2 separate regions of the Sus scrofa genome follow, and region 2 is linked to region 1. The links are chromatin contacts, called in public HiChIP or PLAC-seq maps. All regions are on one chromosome and are shown on one strand. Each heading gives the region's core, a stretch centred on a gene start, on an enhancer-like site or on the middle of the called end of the contact. The rest is flanking DNA. Distances are from core to core; before and after follow the strand shown. Region 1 overlaps COL4A1 (collagen alpha-1(IV) chain). Region 2 overlaps COL4A2 (collagen alpha-2(IV) chain).

Region 1 (4,264 bases), core at 317-2,816:
AGCGTGCAGTTAAAACAACTGAGAAACAGGACCCTTTCGACACCTCTTTGCCATGAGATCCTGGAGGCAAGAGGTCCACGGGGACGTGGTGGCCAGAGCAAAGCCCATGACCACTGTCGTCACCGCAGCGAGAATTTCAAGTGGGGAGTGAGAAGGGCTTCCACAAACGTGTTTTGATGCAACCACATTGACTAGTTTTATTCCAGAAGGTCAGTGCTGTGTGCTGTACTAATTAAAAAAAAAAAAAAAAAAAAAAAAAAACTTATGTCCCAACAATGGAATGATTATCACTGCATCTTCCAAGGATGAAAGTCAGAATTGGAGGAGAAAAAAAATGCTATAAAGATGAAAGAACGCAGCCATGGTGAAAAATCTGGGCATCAAAATTAGCCACTCTAAATTAGGCAGGAAAGAGAGTTCCATGCATGCAGCAACATAAAATTTTTACATCATGTATTACGTAGAGAAGGACAAATCTTTTTTAAAAACCCATAAAAGATGGGAATAAAAGGCTTTTTATACTATCTAATTATTTCCCCTCCTCTTAAAATCCGTGCTTAAACAAGTTCAGATGGAACCCGAACACCAACCCTGGTCCCCTTTGAAGCTTCGTCAAGAATCCAAATCCAAACAGAGTCCCCAGGGTCGCGAGGCTGAGTGTGTGAAACGGTTCTAAGGATGGCAGAGGAGACACCGTTACCAGCAACAAACCCTGAATTATCACGGATCCAGCATCAGCAGGCTTCAAAATCTTACTGTCTCTTTTAGTCAAACTTTGAATTAATTTTTCAAATTTAAAATCATGGAGTTCCCGCTGTGGCTCAGCAGTAATGAACCCCGACTGGTATCCATGAGAATGCGCTCAGTGGGTCAAGGACCCCGCGCTGCCGTGAGCTGTGGTGTAGGCAGCTCGGATTCTGTGTTGTTGCTGTGGCTGTGGTGCAAGGGCCGGCAGCTACAGCTACAATTTAACCCCTAGCCCGGGAACTTCCATATGCCACACGTGTGGCCCTAAATAGCAAACATAAATAAATAAAATCAATTAAGACACTACGATAACGGATGTTGACAGTGGGCTGAGGTCCAAAGGAAAACACCGCCCAGGCCCTGGGCTCCCCCTGGACGGGGCCCGACTGTGACAGGCAGGACCACCTGTCCCCAGGCCCGAGGCTTGCCCATTAGAGAGGAGAGCACAGCCAGCAAAGGATGCTTGTTGGACAGGATCTGCAGTGGGGTTTCCACCTCTCAGAAATAAGGATGTTAAAGGCAGCGCAAAGTAAGTATTTATTCATTCAGCATTTAGCACAAACTCTGAACTCAATAAAAGTGGGTAAATGGACGAGGATCTAAGCAGAAGCGGGACATGAGCTCAGCGTCAGCTAAGATGTGAGCTCTCTGTGCAGCCACTGTACAGTGCGGTGGCTGGCAGGACGGGCTGCTGGGTCCCCTTTTTCCAGTCCAGAGCCCATGGGCACCATTAGAGGCTGGCCCACGTCCACATCACTGGTCAGAGAAGAGACCGGGGCAGGGAGCTGTGGGCGGGACATCCCAGCGGATCAGCTGTTTCTTTCTGTCGTCCGGGGCCTGGAGAGGTCACTTTCCAAGGAAGGCTGCAAACCACTGAGGGACGCAAGCATTTCCATTTGGAGCCAGAGCTGCCCGAGCGTCAGCGACGGCGAAACGATGTCAGATGGTGGCTCGTGGTCAATGGGTGACTTTGGGACTGAGCCCAAGATCCCACAGTCCAGCTCCTGGAGCCCAGCAGCAGCGAGGGCTCGGCAGCACCACTTCCTGAATTCCGATGCTGCTGGGGAAGGCGTGGGAAGGCTGCGATTGGGGTCACAGGGTCGTGGAAAACTCCTCGACGAGGCCCCGCTGTGGCCCTTCCACACCGTGGAGCCCGACGTGGTGGCAGAAGCATTGCCACTGCTGCAGGCTGAACACACACAACCAGAACCCGGCCAGGCCTGGTCTTCCCCAAAGGAAGACAGGAACACTGACTCTCTGCACCACATGAGACATGTGCCTGGATTCTTGAAAGAACGCATGGGCTAAACATTTTTTTTTTAAATCGTTTTACATGGATACCCGCGGCATATGGAGAGTCCCGGGCTAGGAGTGGAATCGGAGCTGCAGCTGCTGGCCTACACCACAGCCACAGCAATGCTAGATCCGAACCACGCCTGTGACCTACACCACAGCTCACGGCAACGCTGGATCCTCAACCCACTGGGCGAGGCCAGGGATCGAACCTGCATCCTCATGGATGCTAGTCGGGTTCCTTAACTGAGCCACGCTGGGAACTCCCATGTACGCTAATGTAACGTAGACGACATTTCTTTGAATATAAGGAGGGCGACTGTTTCCCGCACCCGTCGGCGTCCGAGGCTCCCGCTGGCCGCGCGCCGGTGTGCACCCAGGAAAGCGCGACCCATCGCACCCCCGGAGCCCGGCGCTGCCTTTTCTATCTTCCTCCCCAAACGCGCACGGTCTCTCTCGGGGCTCGGCGGTGTTTGCTTTGAGAGAGGAGGTGCAACGAGGAGTCTCCGTGTCGCTTGTGCAGGTCCCCATGAGACGTGGGGGCGCCCGCGGAGAGCCGGGCCAGTTACCCGTGGGGAGGGGGGGAGAGGCTCGGGTTTTCCTAGAAACGAGGACGCTTCCGCATCGTCACACATCCAAAGGATGAGAAGTACCATAAAGGTGTTAAAAGTCTCCTTGAGCCGTGGCCTGGGTGGGCTCCCAGGTCCGTCGTCAGGCTGCCGGGGACTTGTTCCTGAGACTTCAGAAGCCGTGGGCCACCGGGCTTGTGGGATGAATGGGACAGAGAGCCGAAGCTTGGGAGAGGGAGCTGGCCGTCCGCCTAGAAAGTAAAACCTCTGTCCGCCTGCTCCTTCCTGGACTATGCCGTCTACACTGGACTTTCCGCCTCAGGGTCCTGAGCAGAAAAGGCCCGACCCCATTGGTAGGTCCATCTTACGGAAGGTCCTAGGCCTCGCTGATGAGCCACCAGCTTCACGCCGCCCACTGACACAGCCCCTCACGTGGAAGCTCTGCAGGCGGCCGGGTTCGAGGGCAGATTTCCGCTGGCTTAAATCTTGATATCGAAACATTCTTTGCGCTTACGATGCATTCTGGCACAATTCTGGGAATTTCAACATTGCTCTGAAGTTGGTTTTCAGAACTAAGCTCAAATCGGATAATGTAAAATGAGCTGAGTGACGACGACCCAGGTGACGGACAATAATAAGCACTACTTGATTAGTCGACATGTGCAAAGAAATGAAACTGCAGACGCCTCTGACCTACAAAATGCACTCTGCCTATCACCTTGCGAGAAAAAAATAAATTATAAAGAGTTCGTCACAGATGCTTTCTAAAAAGCCATCATTCAACCCAAGAATATCTCGAAAGAGCCCTGAGTGCCTTCTTACCATAAACAATTTAAAACTCTTCCCCCAAAGCTATCTAAAAGCAAACAAACTGTCCAACTTCGCCGATCCAATAAAAACTTACTAAAATGAGAGGCAAACTTGAGTGCTGACAAACTGTTAGGGGAAAAAAAAAAAAACAAACCTTAACATTATCCAAAGGTTCTTGGGACTTATAAATAAATTCCAGACATTTCTCCTTAATCTGACCTGAGTATCAGTGAGAGAAGACACTCTGTCAGCAGAAGCAAGGGTCTTTAACAGCAAATGTTTGCTTCAATAATGTTCGCTCTTTCTGAAGAGCAGTCTCAAAGGCCTCCGTCAATTCTAACTCCAAAGCAGTAATCTGTTTAAGATATTTTAGGGATAAATATTTAGAGTCATTCCCCTGAAGCAGTCAGCTTCCCAAGTTAGAAAGAAGAAAACTATTTTGATAATGTTTGTCCAGGGTCTCGGACCCGAGATGGGTCTTTTCCACTGACTCCCGTGTGTACGGTCCCTGATACGGCTCATCTTGAATCGACCGCTTCTCCCCTTTCCCATCGGACAGCAGCCCAATGGAGTCTGTCCTCTGGAAAACGTGCGTGTTCCCTGGCTTCACGCTCTATTCAATTTTCACAATCAAATGTCAGTGTGAAGCTTCCGTTTTCTCGCAGGGTTTTCCTGCGGACCCCACCCCAGAACCTTCTACCCACAACTGCTATCTTCTGGGATTCAGCCTCTGTCCTGGCCCTCAACCACCTCCCGACCCAAACAGCGCCTCCAACCTGGAGCATCAGCCACCTGTTGGGGCGGGTGGGGGTGGGGAGGCTTCTACCTGAAATCTCTGTACCCCC
Region 2 (4,007 bases), core at 123-2,622, 160 kb after region 1:
CCTTCCTTGGAAGCCACAGAACTTTCCTGGGGGACCTTCAGCTTAGATGAGAAGACAGGCTGGAGGCCCCGGGGCCAGGCTGGAGCTGGTGGAGAAGTGGACCAGGCTCACACACCTGCTTCTGCGCCCTCCGCGGGCCACTGGGGCGCCCTCTGTGTTTAGAGATGGCTCCTGCACCTGGAAATGTAACAAGTCCATTGAGTAATTTATAGACCATTTGAAATCACTTCATTTCCCCCCTTGCTTTTTTTATTTCTGGATTATTTTTCATAAGGGAGGGAGCTGGTGGTCTTTGTTGTTGATGGCAATCAGGATGTTCCCAGAGAAGCCCCCAGAAGCAAGCCAGGGTCACCGGTCCTTCCGTGGTCTCTGGCCAGCAGCTCAGGAAGGTGAGCCGACAGCAGCTCAGGGAGTCGTTTTCTGATGAATTATCGCATGAAGGGAACCACACTAGCCTCTCGGTGGTCACATCTCTGCTCCTGAATTTTTCCTGGTACATCAGAGCCCAGCTTCTGAGAAAGTGCTACTGTTTTCATGACAAAGAGGAATAGCTGGCAGAAAAGTAAATCTATGGCTGCATTTACCATAATCTCAGATGTAAACCAGATAGTGAATGGTCATTCGTGACCAGCAATGTCATGGTGAATGAAACCAGAGAGGTAGGTAGGGGCCTGTGAATGCAGCATCTGTGTAGACATTTAGGGCTTCCTCGATGTAGGCAGAAGTGGGGAGAAGGGGCGTATTCGCCAGGCATTCCGTGGATGCAGGACACAGCAGGCTGGAAACTCACTGCGAAGATGTGCCTGCTGTCTGGCCCTAAACAAGTGATGGCGCAGCCAGGAGCAGGCCAGGAAATCAGCAGAAATGGGCACCTAGACTCCTATTTGCATGTGGATGCAAGCTACTCTATACAACCAGGCCCAGCCTGGGCCCATCCCAGACAGAGTTCAATTCCTGGGAATGAGCCTATGAGGCCAGTGTAATCTGGTTAGAAATGAGAAGCGAATGCTTGGAGGTTTGGATTTTTTTTTAATTACAAATAAGCCAGGATGCTTTGCCCCTGACATTGCTGCACGTTAACTTCCATTTGAGTTCGTATTTTGTATTTCTCATGTTTTTCTCCCTTCTGTCTTCTTCACAGCGCCCAAATGTACGAAGGGAAGATAGAGCTGTAGGTGCAGGTGCGGGTGTCGTGTAGCTCTAGATGCCAGTTAGATGCAGGTGTCGATGCAGGTGCAGGTGCAGGTGCAGATGTAGGTCGAGATCCCTGTCAGCAGTAGTTCTGACTCCATTTATGGTCAGGACTCACTAGAAGGCTGCGAAACTCTTGGTTGGATCCTGCTGGCCGGTGAAGGGCCAGTATCTCTGAGCTGGTTCCGTCAGAGGCAACAGCTGCCCAAACGGGCATTAGGCCAGCCTCCCTCCTGCTGGATCAGGCCATGCCGGGAGGAGGCAGCGTCACCACAAGGCAGGCCTTCTCGTCAATGCCAGAAATCCCTGTCATTCACCAGACAAGGGGCCATGGCCTCTCTGGGGAGTGGCAGGGCTCCGGCCAGCCCTGGAGATGTGGGCACACAGTGTGGACCCAGGATGGGGGCTGGGAGAGAGGTGGGCAGGAGCAGGCTGTCAGCAGAGAGGTGCGGTGTGAGGAGAGGGAACAGACATGTCCCCACCCTGTGGCTTTGGGGTCAAGATCTGTGTGCGGCTGTGACCTGGGGGAGGTGCAGAGGGGGGCCCTGGTGGTCACTGTTCTCTCGTTCTTGCTGGGAGCCGGGCTGGAGGAACTGAGGTCCCGGCCCTGGGAGGTGCTGAGGCCACAATGCCCATGGGACGTCAGGCTGAGAGAGGGTCTCTGCCAGCAAGCCCCCCAACGCAGCTTCCAGGGGGCTCCTACGAAGGAAGAGCTCACACAAAACCCCAAAACCCAGATTTCACAGCACAGGGGCCAAGGAGGAGGCTGAATAAGATGCCAGGGGAGCACAGAGAGGCCCCGCAGAGCCAGGGCCAGGGGAGGGCCCATCTGCAGAGGGCAGGGCCTGGTGCAGCTGCCAGGGTGCCCCTGGACGAGGGGAGAGATGGTCCGGGTGGCGGGGCAGCGGCAGCTGACACAGTCGGGGCAGTGGGAGGGACGAGGTGACCTAGGAACGTATGCAGGTTCTGTTTGAAAACAGAGAAAATGCTACCAGGCCCGGCACCTCCCAGAGCGGTGGGGGGCTCCCTGGCACCCTTGGCACCCCCTGCCTACCCGAGGCACTGGTGTTCCCAGCCTGCAGAGGGCCCGTCTGGCCGAGGAGGGTCAAGAAGAGGAGCAGTGGGGCTCAGAGGGCCTTCCACGTGGCTGGGCTCCGGCTCGGAGAGAGCTGTCCCGGCTCCCGCTCTGCGTGGCCTCCTGGCCGAACAGCACAAACACACAGGACAAGCCCAGGAGGCCAGGGCGGTGACAGGGTACAGCATAGCCACTACTGGGGGGTTCCTGTCATGAACCCAATTCGTATCCATGAGGACACAGGTTCGATGCCTGGCCTTGTTCAGTGGGTTACAGCATTGCTGTGGCCGCGGTGCAGGCCGTGTCTGCAGCTCCAATTCCCCCCTCAGCCTGGGAACCTCCATATGCCACAGGTGCGGCCCTAGAAAGCAAAAAAAAAAAAAAAAAAAAAAAAAAAAAAAAAGCCACCGCACACAAGGGAGCATCCTGACAAGATGTCCAGATAAAAGGCTCCCCAGGCTTCGTCGCCCTGAGATGCTGAGCCCTCGGTTGTGATGGAGAAACCGCACTGCAGGTGGTCTAATCCCCAAGGAGGCTGGAGGCTTCCCCACAGATCCCACCCTGGGCTGTATCTCCACCCTCTCCGTAGTAGCCCCACCTATTAAGTGGGCCCTGTGCGTCGTCGCTCATCACACATGGTGCCCTAGGATCTCCCTCGGACCTCAGGTGCCTTCTGGGGCCGCGCGTAGCCCTGCAAACACGGCCGCGGGCAGTGGTCGCCGGCTTCCATTTTGTGGATGAGACGGGTCTTTCTTTTTCCTCCAACACCCGCTGTGGAGAGCGAGCGTCCTCGAGGCTGTTTTCGGCCGCGTCCGGAGCCCAGCGCTCCGGCTGAGTCACTGCTCTGGAATGGAGGTTAAGGTCATCCGGCTTCCTCTCGCCCGGGACCCCGGGTCTCCGTCTGGACGGATGAGCCATCCATTATCTTCCCACCAGACTGAAAAAAGATCAGTTTCTCGGGGTGTGTTCTCTTTTTTCATTGCGGATGTGTATTCGGTGTGGGTCCAAAGGATGACCCCAAAGCTGGGAGTCTTAGGAACTTCGACAGGCCGGACTCCCGGGGGCGCGAGGCCCTGTTGACAGGATTTAACCCTGACCCCAGCCCCCACATCCTTGGCAGCCCAGGGATGCTGCCATCCCAGCGCTCTGACTGCTCCATGTCTCCAGAACATTCCCTGCTGCAGCAGGTGTTATCATTGATAACGTCTCTGCAGAAGCGCTTAGTGTCCAAAATGGCAGAGACTTTCGAAGCTGTGAATCGGGAAGACTGAATTGTGATCTGGCTCTACTGTCCGCCCTGTAACCTTTCCCAACATCAGAGTTCCCATCGCGGCTCAGCAGGTTAAGAACCTCACGTGGTGTCTATGAGGATGCGGGTTTGGTCCCTGACCGCTCAGTAGAGGATCTGGCACCGTCACCTCCTGCAGTGTAGGTTACACATGTGGCTCGGATACTGAGTTGTTGTGACTGTGGTATAGGCCAGCAGGTGCAGCTCCGACTCAACTTCTAGCCTAGAACTTCTATATGCCACAGACGCAGCCATAAAAAGATGAATGCATTAATCTTTTCCAGTATCGGACTTCACGGGCAGCATAGATTGTGAGGAATTGATGACCTTGGACACCAGGCTGCCCTGCCACTACTGACCGGTCCAGGATACATCAGGACTCATAGTCATCATTTTGGGAGCTGGGCTAGATCTTTCTCCAGGTTGTTCCCTAGGTCACAAGGGTCACACGTC

The links. HiChIP or PLAC-seq counts read pairs in DNA pulled down with a chosen protein or histone mark.
Region 2: an H3K27ac HiChIP or PLAC-seq map of skeletal muscle shows a contact between it and region 1, with 7 times the contacts expected there. The contact joins two enhancer-like sites. A contact is called at or near these places in 1 of 5 promoter capture datasets (liver), 24 of 47 Hi-C or Micro-C datasets (alveolar macrophages, brain, embryonic fibroblasts and 14 more) and 2 of 2 datasets of contacts at active chromatin or transcription factors (alveolar macrophages and skeletal muscle).

The regions. Positions count from the first base shown.
Region 1 is chr11:76,920,610-76,924,873 of Sscrofa11.1, forward strand. All of the region lies in intron 2 of COL4A1 (collagen alpha-1(IV) chain), which reads right to left. Among named protein-coding and RNA genes, the nearest start is that of COL4A2, 74 kb to the right of the region's middle. Within about 2 kb of position 1,567, at least 6 of the 83 cell types and tissues checked have an H3K27ac peak or open chromatin away from gene starts, as enhancers often do. A contact at or near this core is called in skeletal muscle, where this site is marked.
Region 2 is chr11:77,083,724-77,087,730 of Sscrofa11.1, forward strand. All of the region lies in intron 4 of COL4A2 (collagen alpha-2(IV) chain), which reads left to right. Among named protein-coding and RNA genes, the nearest start is that of COL4A1, 88 kb to the left of the region's middle. Within about 2 kb of position 1,373, at least 14 of the 83 cell types and tissues checked have an H3K27ac peak or open chromatin away from gene starts, as enhancers often do. A contact at or near this core is called in skeletal muscle, where this site is marked.